Linked DNA regions of Mus musculus: region 1 is linked to region 2. Evidence: chromatin contacts called from public HiChIP or PLAC-seq data. All regions are on one chromosome and are shown on one strand. Each heading gives the region's core, a stretch centred on a gene start, on an enhancer-like site or on the middle of the called end of the contact. The rest is flanking DNA. Distances are from core to core; before and after follow the strand shown. Region 1 overlaps Frmd4a (FERM domain containing 4A). Region 2 holds the start of Prpf18 (pre-mRNA processing factor 18).

The links. HiChIP or PLAC-seq counts read pairs in DNA pulled down with a chosen protein or histone mark.
Region 1: a contact with region 2 is called in an H3K4me3 HiChIP or PLAC-seq map of bone marrow-derived macrophages, with 4 times the contacts expected there. The contact joins the enhancer-like site here to the promoter of Prpf18 in region 2. A contact is called at or near these places in 2 of 39 promoter capture datasets (embryonic stem cells and hippocampal neurons), 2 of 484 Hi-C or Micro-C datasets (muscle stem cells and nephron progenitors), 3 of 115 datasets of contacts at active chromatin or transcription factors (bone marrow-derived macrophages, embryonic stem cells and fibro-adipogenic progenitors) and 2 of 9 other capture datasets (adipose tissue and liver).

The regions. Positions count from the first base shown.
Region 1 is chr2:4,298,266-4,302,422 of GRCm38.p6, reverse strand. The region is part of intron 1 of Frmd4a (FERM domain containing 4A); the gene reads right to left. Among named protein-coding and RNA genes, the nearest start is that of Gm39752, 53 kb to the right of the region's middle. RefSeq lists an enhancer at 967-4,157. Within about 2 kb of position 1,967, at least 106 of the 459 cell types and tissues checked have an H3K27ac peak or open chromatin away from gene starts, as enhancers often do. A contact at or near this core is called in adipose tissue, bone marrow-derived macrophages, muscle stem cells and 1 more, where this site is marked.
Region 2 is chr2:4,649,703-4,653,907 of GRCm38.p6, reverse strand. It overlaps Prpf18 (pre-mRNA processing factor 18), which reads left to right and starts at 1,773. Exons shown (of 10, transcript NM_026045.4): 1 at 1,773-1,992. The coding sequence starts at 1,927.

The DNA of each region.
Region 1 (4,157 bases), core at 718-3,217, 350 kb after region 2:
CAAACAAGAGAAGCGACCTATAAACATGTGGGCTCTTTTATTCCTGTGCTCCAAAGCTGCAAAAGTAAGCACACAGTAGGTGTTGCACACAGTAGGTGCTGCACACAGTAGGCACTTACTACCCATTAGGTCAGGTGAATAGTACTGAGCACAGGAACATGTCTCAAACTGAACTGAAGACCTACCTATGTACAACCAGAATAGGCAATGTCCTTTGAAAAAAAAAGTTCAAATAGAAAAAAATTATAACTATTAGAGCCAGCAACTCAGTTCTGCCTGTATATTCTAGACGGTCCCCATATGTCGAAACCTTTAATTAGATTTTCTTTAAATTAAAAGGCCCTTAACTAGTAAGTAGACCAGCCAGAATAAGCCGTTTGAATTAAGGTTTGTTCCTGTCCCAGAGCTGGGTCATGTTATATTCATCGGTCTTAACTCATAGGCTGGGTTTGGCCTGTGCTTGATCCTAACACGTGGATGCAGACATCCGGCTCATGGAAGGGCTTGTGGTGATTCCAACGGGGAATCTGGGGGTGCCTAAGCCACACAGAATAAACCATGGAGGTGTAAGCAGCATCCCCACATGTTGAGCCGACCTCCTCCAGACATCTCTCCCACTTTGCATAAACGACAGCCACCCTCAAAAGGCTATTCCTTCCTACAGTTGAAATAAATCATTACTTCTTTATAGGTTCTTCTCTGCCAGAGGCTACCATGCAGGGCATATGCTTTCAGGAAATTAACAGTCACTTCTGCCGAAATCGGTAGGATTATGAAAGAACAGAGCCCAAAGCAGAGCACTATCTTTGAAAGAACAACAACAAAAACAAGTAAGGATGAGCAGGGTCCTTTAAACCGGCTTGGTAACTGACACTAGCTTGCCTAAGCCCCTTCATACCACCTTTGCCTTCTTTTTCACCCAGCAAAGGAAACTGGGTGCTGTTTCAGTGAGCACAGGCGCAGTCGGCTCTAAGCCCTGACACACTTCTTAACAAGCTCCACGGGGACAGACGGCTCTACCTTCCCATTTCATCTTTCCTCTGGCATCTGCAACTGACAGACATTTCCATTTCAGAATTCTCAGCCTTATTTGTTCAGAGAGAGAGAGAGAGAGAGAGAGAGAGAGAGAGAGAGAGAGAGAGAGAGAGAGAGAGAGAGAGAGACGGAGAGGGAGAGGGAGAGGGAGAGGGAGAGGGAGAGGGAGAGGGAGAGGGAGAGGGAGAGGGAGAGAGAGAGAGAGAGAGAACATCACCATATAGAAAATAGAATCGTATCTGCAGCCGCAGGAAGTTCCCCTATTGCCCAGGAAAAACATCAGTAGCAACATCAGTAGCAGTAGCACAATGTAAACCAGCATCTCTAGTCTGTAGCAACTGCTTAATGAAAACAAACAGCCGACTACAGCCACGTAGCTTACCCTCTCCACGCTGCGCCTTCTCAGAGATCCATAAGGTATTTTCAGAAGTCTCTGAGGTCTGTTTGGAGTCACGGCAGTCTGAACTACCATGGTGTGGAGCTGGGAGTGATCGTGTGTGTGTGTGTGTGTGTGTGTGTGTGTGTGTGTGTGTGTGTGTGTGTGTGTGTTGCTAGTAGCAAAGAGAGACTAGCTAGCGTCCTTCTCAGAGCTAAACTGTGGTCTTCTGGAGAGGTTTCCCAAATATCTAAACGCTGAAAGCGTTTTCTGCCCAGTGAATTAAGATGTGGTTGGTCAGGAGGTGGGGGATGGGGGAGAAAGGAAAACAGCCCAAGTTCTCCAACTTCAGCTGTGTGAAGCAGCGCCTTCAGCTTCCTTCTAGCTGTCCCTGCAGCTCTGGCTCAGCGTGACCTGCTGCCCCAGGAGTGGGTACGTGGTGCTTGTGAGGAGAATGATCCAGAAATGTCAACTTGGCTTCTCCGGGCTTCGGATGGCAACCAGGTCAGTTGTCTCATCAAGGGAGTATCGGACGCATTATTCACCCCACCACGTGATGCCCAAGCCCCTCGGCTGTACAGTAGGTCACGTGCTTCCCTTAAAAGGACTAAGTGGAATCTCCCCTACATCTGCAGCAGAGATTAATTCAAAATCCTGCATTCTGATTTCATTCTCTTCTAAACATTAAAAAATATTTGAAGACTAGGAACAATACACAGGAGGATTGAGGGTCTCTTTGGATTCATAAATTACCTCTATGAAACTGAACATCAGACACGAATGTTTTTTCCCACTAGTGCCTCCAACAGAAAATAAATGTACGCATCAAATTAATTATATGAATGCAGTCCACAGGAAGGGAGGTGGGGGTTGTGGTGGGAGAAAGAAACCTGTCTTTGCTACCTTTGTATGCATGGTTCAGATGAATCAGACCAAAGTTGTTGTGTGTGCCCCACCTTGTGCAAATGTGCTTAGAATGTTGTTTTTTGTTTGTTTGTTTAAATTTTTTACATTATTTTTTTATTTTGTGTGCCTGTGTGCATGGGGGTGTCGGCTTGGGGAACTCCCCAGTAGTGGTGCGGTCAGAGGACAATACCCGGGAATCAGTTTTCTCCTTCTAGCCGTCAGTCCGGGGGACCAAACACAAATCTTCAGGTTTGGTGGCAAGTGCCCTCACCTGCTGAGACGCCACATTTGCTCTAGGACATTCGCTTTTTATGCCTGCTAGCGAGCAGGACTAAGTCACGTGTGGTTTCACAAAGCTTTGAGAAGACTCAAGCGCAGCTTCATCCACATCTGCCACATCAGCCGATTCTTTTCTGATTAAGGTGGCATTTCAACAGGTGGTTCAAGTAGGCTATAGTTTTAACATTCTATAGCATTTGTAATGGCTACATCGCCAGTTAACACCCCCACCCCATTCCTATCAATTCACCTCCTCAAATCAGCTCACTTCCATTGCAGAGAAAGGTCACAAGTAATGGAATTTTTGTTTGCTTCTCTTGAGGAAAAGAAAAAAGTTCTACACACACACTCATACATACACATACTCATACACTCACATTCACATACACTCATACACACTCATACACACACACACACACACACACACACACACACACACACACACACACACACGTCTGCCCTGGTTTTCATGAAGTGACGGTCACTTCCTCTGAGGGGATCCCAGGCTTAGCCTGATGTTGCTCCCATGCTGGGAACTAGCTTTTCTTTATTCTCCACAAACCCCTGAGCTCAGTTTATTTAGAGTGATGGAAAAGAAAGTTCTGTTTATTCAGACAAACCTAATAGGAAATGGGGGTGGGCGGGAAGGGAAGAGAGGTTTTATGCTGTTAAGGAATGAATCAGAGCAGAGAGACCTGGAGGACTGGGAAGCTGTGGTGCTGGGCTGGAACGAACGGTGGGCAGGGTCCTCCCACGCAGACACACACTAAGAGGCAGTTAAAGAAAGCAGCGGGCCCACGTGGGAAAGTCCGAGTGTACAACAATCAGGCTTTGTTCATAATTGGTTCCATGTGTGCGGTTGGGGCGAGCAGAGGGTGAGCGAGAGGGGAGAGGCTGCGAGAGAAGGAGCCCTTGGATATCTTTGGAGAGAGGTTTCAGGTTACATGTCATTTGTCCCCAGAGCAGAGGCTACATCTGCACCGATACTCAGACATTCACCCCAGTCTGTAGGGTCTCTTGATTTTCCACAATCACACTAGAAGGTGTCACAGCTTTGAACAAAGGATGGATGCAAACACTTATATGTCCGGAGTTACAGGGTTTTGTTCTTCCAGGGTTGTGTTCTGAGAGAATACAGTACATGGTTGCCTCTCCTGTGACCCCAGCCCCGGCAAAGCCCTTGGGAGCTGAATTTATTTATATTTCAGTAAATGCAACTTCCTGTTTCCCAGGGGTATTAGTGGGGGTTTCGCTGAAAAACTAGAGGCTCTGGTGGTATAGTTCAGACTTGTAAGGGACACTTTGATGAACTGAGTGCAAATAAAACAGAAGCACATGTGTTCAATTATGGTTAAATACGTATAGAAGAGAATGTTAATGGAAATCAAAATAACCCTGAGCCAGACTCCGCACACATTGAGGCCCAGCACATTCCACCCCCTCCCCAATGTGGCGGGGGCACGGTCATGCTTTCTATAAGTAGAAAAGTTTCCTCCCACTTAGGAAGCTCTCCCCAGCCCCTGGAGAATAAATGTTCAGCTCTTCCTTATGACCTCACGGT
Region 2 (4,205 bases), core at 524-3,023:
GCCTTTTCTGAGTTTACCCTGATAGTGTCCCATCTGGTTCTCTGTGAACTGTATAAGCTATGCCAACACTTCAGGTTTGGGGGTCATCATCTCTAGTTCCTAAATCAGAAGGATGTGGGTAAATGGTTTGACCCTGGTAACAACTATTCACATAAGAATGTCAGCATGCTTCATCCAAGGACAGAAGTTAGGCATCTTTTACTTTTTAAAAAAGTTACCACATTTAGTCATTTATTCTTCAGTTGCATGTGTGAACGTGTGTGCGTATACGTGTGTGTATGTGGTGGTGTGGTTGTGAACGTGCGTGTGTATACGTGTGTGTATGTGGTGGTGTGGTTGTGAACGTGCGTGTGTATACGTGTGTGTATGTGGTGGTGTGGTTGTGAACGTGCGTGTGTATACGTGTGTGTATGTGGTGGTGTGGTTGTGAACGTGCGTGTGTATACGTGTGTGTATGTGGTGGTGTGGTTGTGAACGTGCGTGTGTATACGTGTGTGTATGTGGTGGTGTGGTTGTGGTTAGAGGATGACTTTGAGAATCTACTTTTTCTTTCCACCATGTGGGTTCCCAGGGACTGCACTCAGGTCATCAGTCTTGGCAGCAACTATTTTTAGCTGTTCAGCCATCTTTTTGGTCCTCAGATATCTTTTAGATGAAATATCCTATTTCACACACAGACACACACACACAGTATAAAACTTTCTTTTCTTTTTTAAATTTGTTTATTTATTATATGTAAGTACACTGTAGTTGTCTTCAGACACCCCAGAAGAGGGCATCAGATCTCATTACAGATGGTTGTGAGCCACCATGTGGTTGCTGGGATTTGAACTCAGGACCTTTAGAAGAGCAGTCAGTGCTCTTAACCGCTGAGCCATCTCACCAGCCCCAGTATAAAACTTTCTAATGAGCAATCCTTTCAGTTTTTATTTTGATAAACCATCTTACCTACACTTGAGTTTGAATTGAATGTTATTTCACTACTTCTAGAATAGAAAAATGTAACATAAAATATTGTTGAATTATGACAACTAAAAACAAAGATGCTTTCATGGCATGGAACCAAGAATAGATATGTTATAAATGGTTCTAAGATTAAAAAAAACAAAACAAAACCAAAACTCTGCCAAGTATGGAGGTCCACTCTGCGGTTGGGGCAGGAGGATTACTTTGATAGCAAGAGTTTGAGACCTGCCCAGGCAACACAGTGAGTGCCTGAATCACAATAAAAATAAAAACAAATCAAAGTAGAATTTCAACATATTTTTTCTTGGGCTAGGTTATAAGAAAGAATGATTATATTCCCAATCATCATTGAAAATCTTCATTGCTGATTGCATAACCAGAAAACACAATAAATTTACAGGGTGTTGAATAGGCAATTAATAAACACTGCCATTTTAAAACTTGTATTATTTATGTATTTCTCATTCTCTAGTATGTTAGCACTCTTGGCAAATAAGTAAATTGAGGAACTATGAAGCAAACTTTAGGAGTATACAAGCTGGTTCAATCGGGCACAATAACCATTTAAAGAGACAAACAGTTGTTTTTTTTTTTTTTTTGAGACAACTCAGAAATCTGCCTGCCTCTGCCTCCCAAGTGCTGGGATTAAAGGCCTGTGCTACCTTTGCCCGGCCTTTTGTTCTTTTCTACCTGTTACTGAAATCACAAGTGTGTATCTGGAGGGTTCCGCTAGGGGGCAACAATACTCAGCGGTTTTGGCCGCGTTCGCGCCGAGGGGCGCTCCCTACCTTCCTTTCGTTCATCCTGATTTCCGCCGGAAGCGGCTCCGGCAGTTGTTGTTTTCCGATAATTGGGCTCTGGTTGCTTCGTGGTTTGTCCTCTTCCCCCTCCCCTGGCGGGTGAGGTTACCGCCGAGGAGCTGGGGAGTCAAAGTGAAGACACTTAGACCCTGGGAGCGAGATGGACATCCTGAAATCCGAGATTCTGCGGAAGCGGCAGCTGGTGGAGGACAGGAACCTGCTGGTGGTGAGTCCCGGAGCTGTGGTTCGGGCTTGAGGGTGGTGGACTGTGCTTGCGGTGTTGGCGGGAGGGTGATGGTCCTGAGAGGGTCTGGGGCGGGCACGGGGCTGACAGATCCGCCACTGTCCCGGGCAAGCTGCTGGCCCAGGGCTTAGCAAGGGGCAGAGTATGGATGTCAAGCCTAGTCTGGCTCACTTCGGCGGCGCTTGCTGTCCTAACCAGTATCCGCCGCAGGCAGAGTGATAAAACAGCATACTAGTCATTGTCAATTCCAAAGCATGTTGCAGAGTTAGTCGGCTTTATTCCTAAGCGATCTGGCACACGCCATAGAGTGCAGAGTTTGTTCCTCTTTGTGTGCGTGTGTGTAAAAATCTTGTTTATTAGTCAGTGACTTTTGACAAGTGCAAACACCTGTGTAACCCATTCTCCATGAGGAGATAAAATAGCAATGTCCACTTTCCAGTCCCTGCGTGGATTACCCACCGAAGCAACTTATTTATACCTCAGTTTTGCCTGCTCTAGAATGTCACATCAATAGGATGTACATTTTCATATGGAGCTTCGTTTGATTAGAATGTTCGGGGTATTACTTTGCTGTGTGTGTGTATGTATGTGTGTGTGTGTGTGTGTGTGTGTATGTATGTATGTATTAATTTTCTGAAATTGTATTCTGTTGTCTGAGTAGATCTGGTTACCCATTCTCCTAGGGATGAGTGTTTGAGCTGTTTCTCAGAATTGGTTGAGCAGATTCTGAGCCCTATCCCTTTGGAACCGCAGGGTTACAGAGTACATGCATGCCTAAGTCATTCAAAATGTTGCACATCTATGAGCTATGTCAGAGGCTGGCTAGTCTGCACTGTTGCCCGCGGTTTATGTTGCCTGTCTTTTTGGTGGAGAGGTTTCTGTATGGTTCTAAATCTCATCTTCTTGATAATTTAAGTAATTCATGTGTGACTTTTTTTTTTTTAGATACTTACATATTTTTTTGTGAAGTGTTAAAACTGCTTGCAAACTTAAATTAGGCTAGTTATTAGTTCTCCGGACTTTAAATTAGGTTAGTTATTCTCCATACTTTAAATTACGTTCGTTATTAATTCTCTGGACTCCTTTATGTATCCCACCATCTTCTTTGATAAGTATGTTTTCTGGATATCAATAATAGTGCCTTTTGAGGAATAAAAGCTCTGTGTGTGTGTGTGTGTGTGTTTATATTTATGGATTGGGGGAGAGCATGGCAGGGACCCTTGGGCTTGTCAATGACAAGACAATCAGTATAGATTAGAAACAACTACATAGGGTTTGCATGGGGATGGTGAGGAACCAGAGAGATGAACAGAGATGCTAGTTAAAGCTCTAGGAGACAAAGTTTGGGAAAGGTCACAATCCTCCAGATGGAATCTGAGGAATGGTGTGTGTGTGTTTGTGTTTGTGTGTGTGTGTGTGTGTGTGTGTGTTCATGTCTCCAGCAGCACAGAGCCAGTGGTGAGGCCTCTATTGTGTGTGTGTGTGTGTGTGTGTGTGTGTTCATGTCTCCAGCAGCACAGAGCCAGTGGTGAGGCCTCTATTACAGTTAGGCACTGGAACCCTACACACTATTTCAGCTATACCCAGAAATACTCTCCCAGGCCCAGCATGTTGACCGAAGGCCTCAACTTCTGACTGACCTCTGCTCTGGTTCCCAGTCATCTTCTCACTCTAGTGCTGACTGCAAGTCCCTTCCTCTCCCAGTATAGCATGTCAGATGCTGGTAGACCTGGACCTGCGTAGCCCCAGCCAGGATAATATTAGCCAGTTACTCCTTTGTTCTCTATATAGCCTGTTAGGTGCTGGTGGGCCCAGCCAGGATGGCCTCAGCCAACTATTGGTGCTTGGTCTCCTCCTGTCCTGTACAAGACACTGCTGAATGCCCAGAGCTGCAGGGACTAGGGAACCATGGGATTGCAGCTGGTCTCCAAGGTTCTCCCTGTGGTCTTTAGCCTTCTCCAAGCAGTTTGTGAAAGCATCTAGGCCCCTTCTTCTTTGATTTCTGAGACTTCCTTCCAGACTTCCCCGCAGCTGGTCCATGAGTGTGCCTTACATCTTCTGCGGCATCTCAGGCTGTGACTGATACAAGTATTGAAACTGTTGATGAATCTTGTAGCTGCTGGTGGCAGCTTCTGAAAAAACAGTTCATCATGGTGTCCAGGGTGAACCTGGAGGCTGCTGTGTGAGCTTGTAGA